2 separate regions of the Cyprinus carpio genome follow, and region 2 is linked to region 1. A link is a contact called in public Hi-C data. All regions are on one chromosome and are shown on one strand. Each heading gives the region's core, a stretch centred on a gene start, on an enhancer-like site or on the middle of the called end of the contact. The rest is flanking DNA. Distances are from core to core; before and after follow the strand shown.

The links. A called contact is a pair of places that touch in the nucleus more often than the background predicts.
Region 2: a Hi-C map of liver shows a contact between it and region 1, with 3 times the contacts expected there. The contact joins the promoter of LOC109063798 here to the promoter of LOC109075001 in region 1. A contact is called at or near these places in 2 of 8 Hi-C or Micro-C datasets (liver and red blood cells).

The regions. Positions count from the first base shown.
Region 1 is chrB14:8,428,226-8,433,962 of ASM1834038v1, forward strand. LOC109075001 (TBC1 domain family member 9B-like) reads right to left here and starts at 2,785. Exons shown (of 23, transcript XM_042737944.1): 1 at 2,526-2,785; 2 at 1,333-1,443. The coding sequence starts at 2,643. It also overlaps the pseudogene LOC109083261.
Region 2 is chrB14:8,600,789-8,606,461 of ASM1834038v1, forward strand. It overlaps LOC109063798 (protein transport protein Sec24B-like), which reads right to left and starts at 1,348. Exons shown (of 24, transcript XM_042737951.1): 1 at 1,203-1,348. The coding sequence starts at 1,299. LOC109102884 (LRRN4 C-terminal-like protein) reads right to left here. Exons shown (of 2, transcript XM_042737953.1): 2 at 5,199-5,673. The coding sequence ends at 5,273.

The DNA.
Region 1 (5,737 bases), core at 1,535-4,034:
AAAAATGTCAGAAACACAAAACAAAATGACCAAAACTAAATTTAAATTAACAATATATAGACAAATTCTAATTGAAACAATTTTCAAAAACTATGATAGTAGATTAATACTAAAATAACAATTCTGTCAGTGTCTCATATGTGTTATGCTTTAAACTGCATTTTTATTAAATGTAAGTGCAAATTTGTGAAATAAATGTAGTGTATTTTGCTATACAATGTATCTATTATAAAACCAATCAGAGATTTACTGAAATTACAAGACTTTGGCAATTCGATATGAACTCTGAACTGGTTCGAAACTAAAGATTTGTAAAGGTTTCTAAGCGTCACAGAGCAGTGTTTTCAAAAGCATCCATTACAAATTTTAAATAACCCATATAACCCTATAAGTAAGAACACTAAGAAATGAACAGGCAAAAAAAATCTAATCTTTCACCACTAGAGTGCGCGTATTCAAAACAAACAAAGAAATGTAGTTTGATGACTCCGTGACTGAGTGTGGAATCATGGGAGTTGTGGTCTTCATCCCCACATCCGATGCAATGCGACAGGACTCGGGTAGAAATCATGTTCGTGGATGAGCTAATGATTTATTAACGTAGTAGAATGAAGCAGGGTGAGGCTGAAAACCGTCGAAGCGAAACAAGGCCGCTGAACGAGCGTGACACACGGCTCGAAAGCAGCTGAGCTTTAATTATGCCACAGTCGACTGCTTCTGCTCCGTCCGGTCGTGCGCATGTGGGGTAAAGCAGCACTGTTATATCATACTAGATACATTTGAAAGTTCTGTTATAATGGTACTCTGAGCGGTCTTCAACGGTGTAAAAAAACGTATAACAAATTAAAGCGTCTTTGGTGTTTCCATGTTTTCTACAAAACAAAACCAGAAATCGAGGGGTTGTGATGTCACTGGCAGGTGATGCAATGACCAGGGACGAGCCACTATTTAAAATAGCTATTTCTCTGGATTTAAACAATCTTCGAAACATCTGGGATAATGTAAGTACACAAGTCAAAAAAAAAAAAAAAAAAACATAAAACTGTTCTAGTGATTTTTGGACATTTTAATAAAAAGTCTTACATATTGTGCCTTTAATTTACTTAAAATAAATAAAATTATATTTATATGTAATGATTATATTTAAAAAAAAAAAATATTACATTATATAACATTATATATTAAGTAAGCACCGACTAATAAATCAGTTTGAAACTAAAATAATGCAGTTGTTGCTTTTTTTCTGCATATTAAGTATGTGGGCACATCCCTATTTTGTGGACATTTAGGACCCGGATATCAAGTGATATTCTACAGACTTTAAATACTGACCACAAGCAATATTCCAGAAGATCTGTGACTCTCCCGTCTGGTGCAGGATCCTGTACGGAGCCACGCGAGCACTCGAGTCCAGCACCACATCCAGCGTACCCACCAGCAAACCTGAGAGACAAGAGTTTACAGGTCACATCTACATGCGGTACGAAGAGAAAAAAAAAACATTTTAGTTAAAAACAGGCGTCAGAGCGCAGTGGTTTCCTTCAGTTCTCATTGCTGAGACACACATATTTACCCAGATACACAGTCATGTGTGAGAGAGGAATTTAAGACATTGCATGCCATTTGTCACACACATCTTGAGTTCCTCCTACAGGCCTCACATGATCAGTTAATGTGTGATTCTGATGGAGACATAAACACTAACTGGCTTCTTCAAAAGGGGTAAAGCTTTGTTGCCTTGCATAATGCGTTGAATATTGCACAAGCGTGACATTAACACACACTACAACTAATAAGAGTCTCGCTGAAGCATGACAAAACACCCGTATGACGTAACTTCCAGACAACAGCGGGGGAATGCTGAGGTCTTCATGAGGTAATTGAGTTAATAGTCGGGGTCAGAGGTGAATGCAGTCATTCTGCTGTCATGTGTGACACTCCTCTGAAAAAGTGCCTGTTTTTAGGAATATCTTTCTTAGGAGGGAATACGAAGTTAACATATTGTGACACAACACAAACAAAGCAAAGAAATAAATAATAAATATTTTTTCTAGTTTTAGTGTACATTTATATATATATACGTGCACAGTACTGTGGTTAAATGGCTTAAGATTGTTATATATATGGCTTAACATACAATGTTAAATATATATAATGTAATGTTTAATATATCAGGCACCTAAGAAATGTTACATTTATCATTTCAACCATCTGTAATTTATTCATTAATGTATTTCTTAAAAGATTCAACATTAAACCATACACTTATAAATAACAAACATATAAATATGCTTAAATATAACACATAAAGCACGTATATGTCAGACATAAATAAACAGATGACGCAAACGCTGTCAGCATCAGTGAAGCGATGCGACCAAAACAAACCCATCTACAGATTATTCCACACGTTATAGTGAATCATCAGTAGGTATAAGTGCGTTGATGAACTCTCCTTCATTATGCACGTGTGATCTGTCATGCATTCGAGCCCCGGTGGTTTATATTTGGGTAATATCTCGTACCCGTGATGCCTCCTCCGCGCCCGTGTCCCTTCCTCCTCTGCAGGATGAAATAGGGATTCGCTCGCTCGCTCACCCACAGCGCGTTGGCCAGTAACACCTCCTCCGGGGTGATCCACATGGCTTCACGGGAGCTTTCACTCTGTAGATGCGGCGAATGTGTTAGTTTTAATCATGCCAGAATGGACGGGACTCAGCCGATGTTTGTCTGCATGAGCCGCCCAACTCACTGCAGGCGAAACCAGCCACCGTGGAGCCAAAATGGCCTCCTGAGCAAGTGAAACTTCAAAATAAAAGTCTTTAGCGCCATCGAGAATAAAACTATTAGTAGTAGTAGTATAACGTATATTATACATTTTATACTGTGTGCTCTGCAAATATATTTGATAGCTCTGTAAATATATTTGAACCTGAGGTCCACAGCAGCATTAAAATACGGAGTTTTTTATTTATTATTATTATTATTATTACATGTTTTTGCATTGAGAAATGTCACTTTTTCTGACGGTATTCTATCTGTCCTTAAAAATGTTAAAGTAAATTTTTTTTTTTTTTTTTTTTTTTTTTTTTTTTAGTTTCGATTAATATGTTATTGTATTACATTATTTCAATGTGTTTGACACAATTAAAAATAAATAAATAACCACTTATATAATCAGTCTCATTCTGCTTTGTATAGTCTGTTGGGAGCTGTACCGACAAACCTGGTTTTCACAATAAATAAATCTCCATATAATTCTGATCTGTATAGATTTTTTTAAAATAATATTTATTGTAGTGCTATACAAATAAATATGATTTGAGTTGAATATGTTTCTTTTCAGATTTGTACATTATTTTAACAGCAGAATATTTAAATCTTTTCACTAAGATTTAATCTGTAAATGCATTGAGTATTTATGCATGCAATGCGCATTTATGTCCACGTTGTGGCACTATAGTACGCTAAAAAAGTGTTTCAACCGAAAATTGTCTCAACTGTGATTTAAAGGGTATAAAGATATTAAATGGTATATGATATAATGATAAATTAATTATATGTTCTTAAAAGAACATCATGGCACTACCATCTGTACTGGTCACCTTTCTATCAAACAATCAGGAGACTCCCTCAAACACGCGAGTGTGTGTGTGTGTGTGTGTGTGTGTGTGTGTGTGTGGGTGTGTGTGTATTCATATATGTACATACTTCTTTATAAAATGCAATATACAAATCAAGGCTTTATTGAATGAATGAATCACCCAATTTTCCCCACACAATTTAGTCATGAATTTATGTATTTATTCCTTTTTTAAGCATTTTCTATAATCATTTATAGACTTATGACTATATAATCATTTCTACATTTCCATCGTATATTAATTTTTATATAGAACAGACAAATAATAAATAAAAAACAAATTCATTCAACAAAACAATTTTTTTCAGGCCATGAAATATTACGCAAATTTTCTGAACACTCATAATATCATGCATTGTAGCATATTTGTACTTGTACAGAAAAGACCTGAAGTATCTTCAGAGACACCCCACAGAGTGGAAGTGCAGGAGACCTCCTTCCCTTCTGGCCATTTGTTTCATTTTAAATCCCTTCTTCACCCATGCTTCCTTCTACTCAATCTGCTCAAAATGATTACATGAAAATGTCAATGCGAGTGAACTAACACTCATGTCTAGCATCATTTGAAATGTCTCAGTGCAACTGGTACAATGGTCTCAATCTTACAAAAGTAGATTAGAAGATAATACAGATCCTAAGAGTTAAGAGATATTTTGATTACTGTGATGGGGGTGCCCTTTCCCAGGGTCCTCCATGTAAATCACCTCCTGTTCCCTTGGAGTTGTAAACCACTCAGGTTTGGGACCTGAGTTAATGCAAATTCCAGTTGTTAGTTTCTGTCTTCATCTCAAGGGATGTTTGTCTTGGTCTGAGGTATTTAAACGATTGCAGCAAAAGGATCAGGGCGATTCTGTAGCCAGAAAGCCCGTAGTGTGGTGTGTGTCTTTTCACTTCATACTATGTATTTTCTAAGGTCAGGTATGCATATTTTACTTTAGATTCATCTTTGAGAATTTGATGTTTTGTATTGATATGATTTGATATGTTTGAATTGGATATGTAATTGGCAGAATACATATTTACCTGACTGATAATAAATTGTTACATTTGATTTTATTCTGTTTTACTCTATAATTATTAACTCTAGTAGATTACGTTGAATACTTGTTAGCGACATTAGCACCCGAATGAACGAGTTAATATGAAATAAAGAGTTTAACTAAAATAATCAAATGTCAGAAGAATACTAATTAGAAACAGACATACAACCAATTTGTATTCCAACATAAATTCGAGGTAATAATAAAATGGAGTCAGATTAGAGTTTAACCTAAATTGAATAATTCTACGCGCTGAAAGACCGAACACGCAGGAAACCTTCATCCAGCACCGGATACCTTCCTTGGACCAAGTGCCTGGACCTTACAAAGTGAAGAATATATGAAAATAAAAAGTTTCAATTCTATTCTGATTTTAAAAAATGAATTATGCCTCAGATATCAAAGATACATGAGCTCCCTGAAAACATTTTCTCCTTCACTGACACCTGTAATGATCTCCGTGTCAGACTGAAGCACCAGAAACACCAGATCAAGAGCTCTCCTCCAAACATTATCATACACACCAGCTCCATCTGCATCCCGCCATATGGCTTCTCCATCTTTATAAAGTCTCATCTGATGTGCAATAGCCGTCAAAGCCTATGCTTTAGACGCCACCGACCCGCTGTTCATCATCAAGGTGGATACATAATCCATCCAGGCTTCGGCCATCAGCTCCAGCACCACACCTTCCTGTGCCTTTTCCATCTCTGTCCAAGCTTTGCAGTTTAGCAGATACAGAGCTGCTTATGACCGCCGTGACCAGAGACGTGCTTGCAGTCACAATGCTGACCTCGCTGAAATCTCTCTGTTGACTGACTGTAACTCCCTGTCCCACGTAGTTCTCGTCAATCTGTGTGACGTACGAAACCAGAACAGCGCCTGTGCTTAAGTCCTTCAAAACGCTGCTTTTAACACCTTCAGTAACCAGGATGTTTGTACCTAGAACTCGCTCTTCGAGTTTCACACCAGCCGAGCCGCTCACAAGCACAACATCAATGCTGAGTTCATGCAGTTTTCTTAATGCATCCTCAGTCCAACGCTCTTCCAAACT
Region 2 (5,673 bases), core at 98-2,597, 170 kb after region 1:
GTATAGGTAACTAAACCCAATGAAAAATATATTTTGTTACTGGAAATAAAATAAACATTGCAGAAATAAAATATTTGTTTTATATATATATATATTATCTATATATATCTATATATATATATATATATATATATATATTACACATTAATACATAATTTCTACATTTCTCAAAGATTTCTCATTTTCACTTAATGTACTAAAATAACTAAAACTAAAGATAGCATAGACATATTACAGATAATAATACAAAGGACAAAACAATAAAATAAACAAAATGTATATTATTTGAGAATAACCAAAATATTAATAAAAACTGTAATATAATATAATATAAACACTGCATGGTAATGCATGGTACTTTAAAGAATAACATTTTAATACTAAGACTTTTTACACAAATTTCTTCCTGGCTATTTGACAACATGCACCTATCACTCCATATTAAATACATGAAAAATACAAAACAAACTGTTATTAACGCAGTTTGTCAAAATTATGTTCACGTAATATAAAGTACAGCTCACGTTCGCATAATCTCAAAAAAGATGTGTAAAATTACATTAAAACATATTTTAAGAAATTAAACGATAAATGTTGGCTATTTGGGAATATTTAGTAAATATTCACCACATTCAGCTGAAATCTGCGCCAGATATGCGCAATTACTCGAGCTCAGCTTGTAACGAACATAATAAGACTTACAATCAAGACGGGGACATATTTAAGTTCCCAATTCAGGTAAGTTAGTCTTAACAGATAATAACTTGGACATTTAATCCTTTAATACAAGAAAAATAACAACTGAGCTACCTGAACTAAACTAGCCGCTAGCGGGCTAATGACAGGAGATGAAAACACACTGACTTTAATCCTCATTAAAACACTTCTAAGCTGTATATGATTTTAATGACAAGCACAGGAGAATGTTCCTGTAATCCTGGGATCTGTCGCGGTCGAAGTCCCCACCCCAAAGACGCAGAAGACAGGTGCTGAGCTGAGGCTTAACGCTAGGCCTTTAGCCAACGTATGTTAGCTAACGTACCGTAGCTTTTTAAAGCGGATTTGACTAGGATTTTAGCATTTAGCAACTTAGTTTAGCCGTTAGCATTTTAGCTCCCCAGTTATCTCTGCATTTGAATGTGATATTGGCGTTAGCTTTAGCGTGTTAGCTCAGGTGGTTTCGCTTTAATCCCGTAACGTACCGTTCTGACACGGCGCCGCTCCGCCTCCGTTTTGAGTCGAACTCATGCTGTAATTATTCACGGACGAGTTCGGATTCGCGTTACCCTGTGTGGACATCTCTATCCGAGTGCTTCGAGAGTATAAAAATACACGACGCTGTCACCAGACCTGCCCACACATCAACCGAGCCCACAGTCTAACTAACGGTCATTATAACTAACCCGTAAAACCACAGGTCCCTATAAGCCATAGGACTGAATACGCTTCAAAACAATGAAAGCCTCATAAAATTAAATAAAAAAAAAAAAAAAAAAAAAAATTAAAATAAAATGATTATTAAAAATAAACGGCGCATACACAAATAAAAGTCTCAAAATAAATAAAATAAAATAAAATAAAATAAAATAAAATAAAATAAAATAAAATATTTTTGTCCTAAATAAAAGATGTATTTTGTAGTACAGGTTTAAAACAAACAGATGGCTCATCTTGAGAGATCTGATCCATCATTACTCGCTGGTATGATACTGTATTTAACCCTCTGGTGCTCCTTATTTGGGAGTAACACTTGTGGTCTTCATGGTCAAAAGTGACTGGACACCTAAATTTAACCTTTTTTTTTTTCAAAAGATTTAAAAAAATATATATTTCCTATTACTTTTCAATCATGGCAGTATTTCATATTAAAATAGAGACAATGCCTTTAAAATCCATTTTTTAAAAGCCAGATTAGTGCCATCTGGTGGGAGTAAAATGGGAGTAACCCCCCCCCCCCCCCCCCCCATAGATTCCCATATAGCTCTATATAAAATATGTTTTTAGAGATAAATACTAATTTTTAATAAAGTGGTGGGTTTGGATATATATTTAGACATTTTCAAAGACAACTTTTTGTGAAGGTTTAGAATTTTTTTTTTTTTTTTAAATGTTGACTTGAAGCATCAGTTTTTGAATTATTATTACTACAGTCAAACCTGAACACAGAGAAAGCATTTTGAAACACAAAATATTACAATTCTATATATATATATATATATATATATATATATATATATATATATATATTATATATATAATATATATATATATATATTATCAGGAATGTTTTATCAGAGCTTAATCCTTCTAGGTCTGATCTGATTTCAACCTTTTTTTTTACTCATTATGGCTATATGGTTATAGCCATACCAATTCATTTGAATGAGTATAATTGTGTACGTGTGTGTGTGTGGATGTGTCTGTTTTGCACTCTTGATGCTTTGGATTATGGTCCCCTCCTTGCTGTCCACTTTTTTACTGCCTCATAGTTGAATTGTTGTTTTTATTTTACATATTTACATATTTTACTATTATTTTCCAGTCCAGTGTATGTGTGTGAATGGATGTGTTGGTTTTGCACTCTTGATATTTTAGAGTTTCACCCCATCATTGATGTGTACTTTTTGACCGAAGTGACCGAAGAGCATCAGAGGGTTAAAAGGAGACATTTGTGATTTATTGTTACATCTGTGTTACATTTGACATTTCATATCAGAACTAAATGTCTATATAGTAGCCTATTTAAATGTGTATATTTATTATATTTATTTGTTAGTTTTAGTTTATTTAGCTTCAGTTATCTTAGTAACTTAAACTAAACAAAAATGAGAAATGTTGCCAACTATCTGGAATAAGTTTCATTTTCTATATATTCATTTAAGTAATTATATATATATTTAATATATAATTTTATTATTTAATAAATATGTTTATTTAATTTAAAGTAATAAACATCAATTATGAAATTAGTTCAATTAAGCTATTAAGCAGAGGGCAATAATTCAGCACAGTTTAGATTCAGTGTTGATTCAATCTAGTTTAAGTGTTAAAAAAAGTCATCAATGAAACAACTTCAAAAACAGCTCTTCAGAAGACAATAGTGTCATTCAATTCAGTTTTTTGAACTCAAGTTTTTGTGTTCTCATCCGATAGTGTTAGTGGAGTCAAACTGATAATATTTATATATTAGTCATCTTTCCAGCCCCATCTGAGCGAGTCAAAGGCGACAGTGGCAGTAAACACTGTATAACATTCCCTCCTGGTCCCATGGTGTGTAAGGAATGGGTTTTTTTTTTTTTTTTAAATGAACCTCCTTTTGACCTGTGATCCAGTTAAACTCCAATCTGAATACTCTGTGCAGAGGGCAAGTATGTATCCTGAAATTATTACAGTTTATCCAAAGCATAAGGTGTAGGCTATATTCAGATGACAGAAAGAGGAATTTACTTAGACATAATTAACACAACAGAGGAATTTCATTAGTGTTTGTAACAAACCGTAAGTAATTGCACCATACTGATTGACTAATTATACCAAGCTGTTGCTTTAAATGTCTTATAGTCATGTTAGTCATATTAGTCATGGCCCGGATATCCAGACCAGTGCAACCAGGTTTTGGGCTGAAGTGACCATACTTGATGTCTTGACTCTTGATCTTTACAAAAGCATCAGAGAGCACATTTTACAAGACATTTTCATCCATAGTATTAATGGTGAATACATTACATTTTACTCTTATATTTGCTTATTTGGGGTTATAGTTATTTCATGATGTATTATTTATCATACTTATCTATGCTATGACTTCTGAGTAATAAACACCACTGCCTTTTGCCAAGAAGACAACACTCTGTGTCTGTGCTGGAGGCAAGTATCACTCATGTAACAGCAATAAACTGAGATTATAGGTAGCAACAGGAAGGAATGATCGACAAAGCTGGATGGAAAATAACGGTCTCTGAATCTGTTGCGAGCGCTTGATTCATCGTTGCTCAATGATGCCACTTCATCAGATTTAGACATAGTTCCTTCCATGTTACAAGAGAATCACTTTACACATATCAACTGGCAGCATACGTAACAACCCCACTGCAAGAGCAACCACTTCTTCAATCTGAGTAACAGTCACTTCTATAAATAAAGCATGCATTTACGCATGTATGAATAAAAAACAAACTCAGTCAAGTAAAAGCAATTCAAATACCTTTATTGTTAAAACATACTTTAACATTCTTTAAAAAAGTTTAACGTACTTTAAAGTAGCTGTACGACAGATACTTTGTAAAACCCTGTCTAGCTTAATGAAGCTCCAGGCTTCCTAAGTGCTCTAGAACCATTAGTAGTGTTAAAGTCAGCAAAAAAAACACAATCAAAAAACATTTTACTTCCATAATGTGTCGTATTTGAGTGAAAATGATATTTAGTTATTAAAAACAATACAGTGAACCACAGGACGTATTTTGTCTGTCAGGAACTGATGTGATAAGTGTTTTGTATTTGAATGAATTCTCTTCAGTCATTTCAGAAGTGGAGCGATGATTTTTTTAATGCAAATATTATTTTCCTCGGACTAATGTGCACTGATGAATAGCTCACATTAAGAGCACTTAATGTGCATTATGAAAGTAAAGAGATTTGATTCCACGTTGACTTCAAACATTCAAATCACTCACAATCTCACAATAAAAATAATTCGGTACCGATCACAGCAGTTTAGAACTGAACCTAAAACAGAGAGCATTATTTTCAGTCAGGTGCGCAATAACTACACTACATACACTACAGGCCAAAAGATTGGAATAATTAAGTTATATGTATAAAATAAATGCTGTTTTTTGAACTTTATATTTATTAAAGAATCATAAAAAATTTAATGTATCTCGGTTTCCACACAAACATGAAGCAGCACAACTGTTTTCAATAATCATAATAATAAAAAATGTTTCTTGAGCATCAAATCAACATATTAGAATGATTTCTGAAAGATCATGTGACACTGAAGACTGGAGTCATGATGCTGACAATTCAGCTTTGACTCACAGGAATCATTTATATTTTAAACTATATTCAAATAGAAAATAGTTATTTTAAATCGCAATGATGTTTCACAATTATTACTGTATTTTTAATCAAATAAATGCAGCACTTTAAAAAAAAAAAAAAAAAAATTATTCCAGTCTTTTGACCGATAGAGTCTTTTGACCGATAGTGCACTTGTACAGAACTCAGTCTCTTTGCAGCTTGTTTCATTCTCCATGCATTCGTTTCTTCATCACAGTGCCCCGTCATTGGTGTACGAAGGATTTCCGAGGCCCTCAGTGTCTCCCATCCTGCCTTTCCGACACGTCCTTCGTCTCCACAGAACTACAGCGAGCACAGAGAGCAGCAGCAGGAATCCGACGCTTCCCGCGATGATCCCTGCACTCATAGCCGCCTGGTCAGGTTGCGGCGGCTCGTATCGTGCACATGACTTCTCACTGAGTCCTGCTTGATTCCTGGCTGCCACACACACCATCTCCCCGACTTTCAGTCCAGGTACAGCACCGTTTCTTAAATATTCACCGAAAACCAGCTGCTTGCTTCCATCTTTCAGTGTGACCTCATAACGGGTGACGTTGGAGCGGGGAGCACACCAATGCACAAAGACTTCCCCGGATCCATCCAGCTTCACCT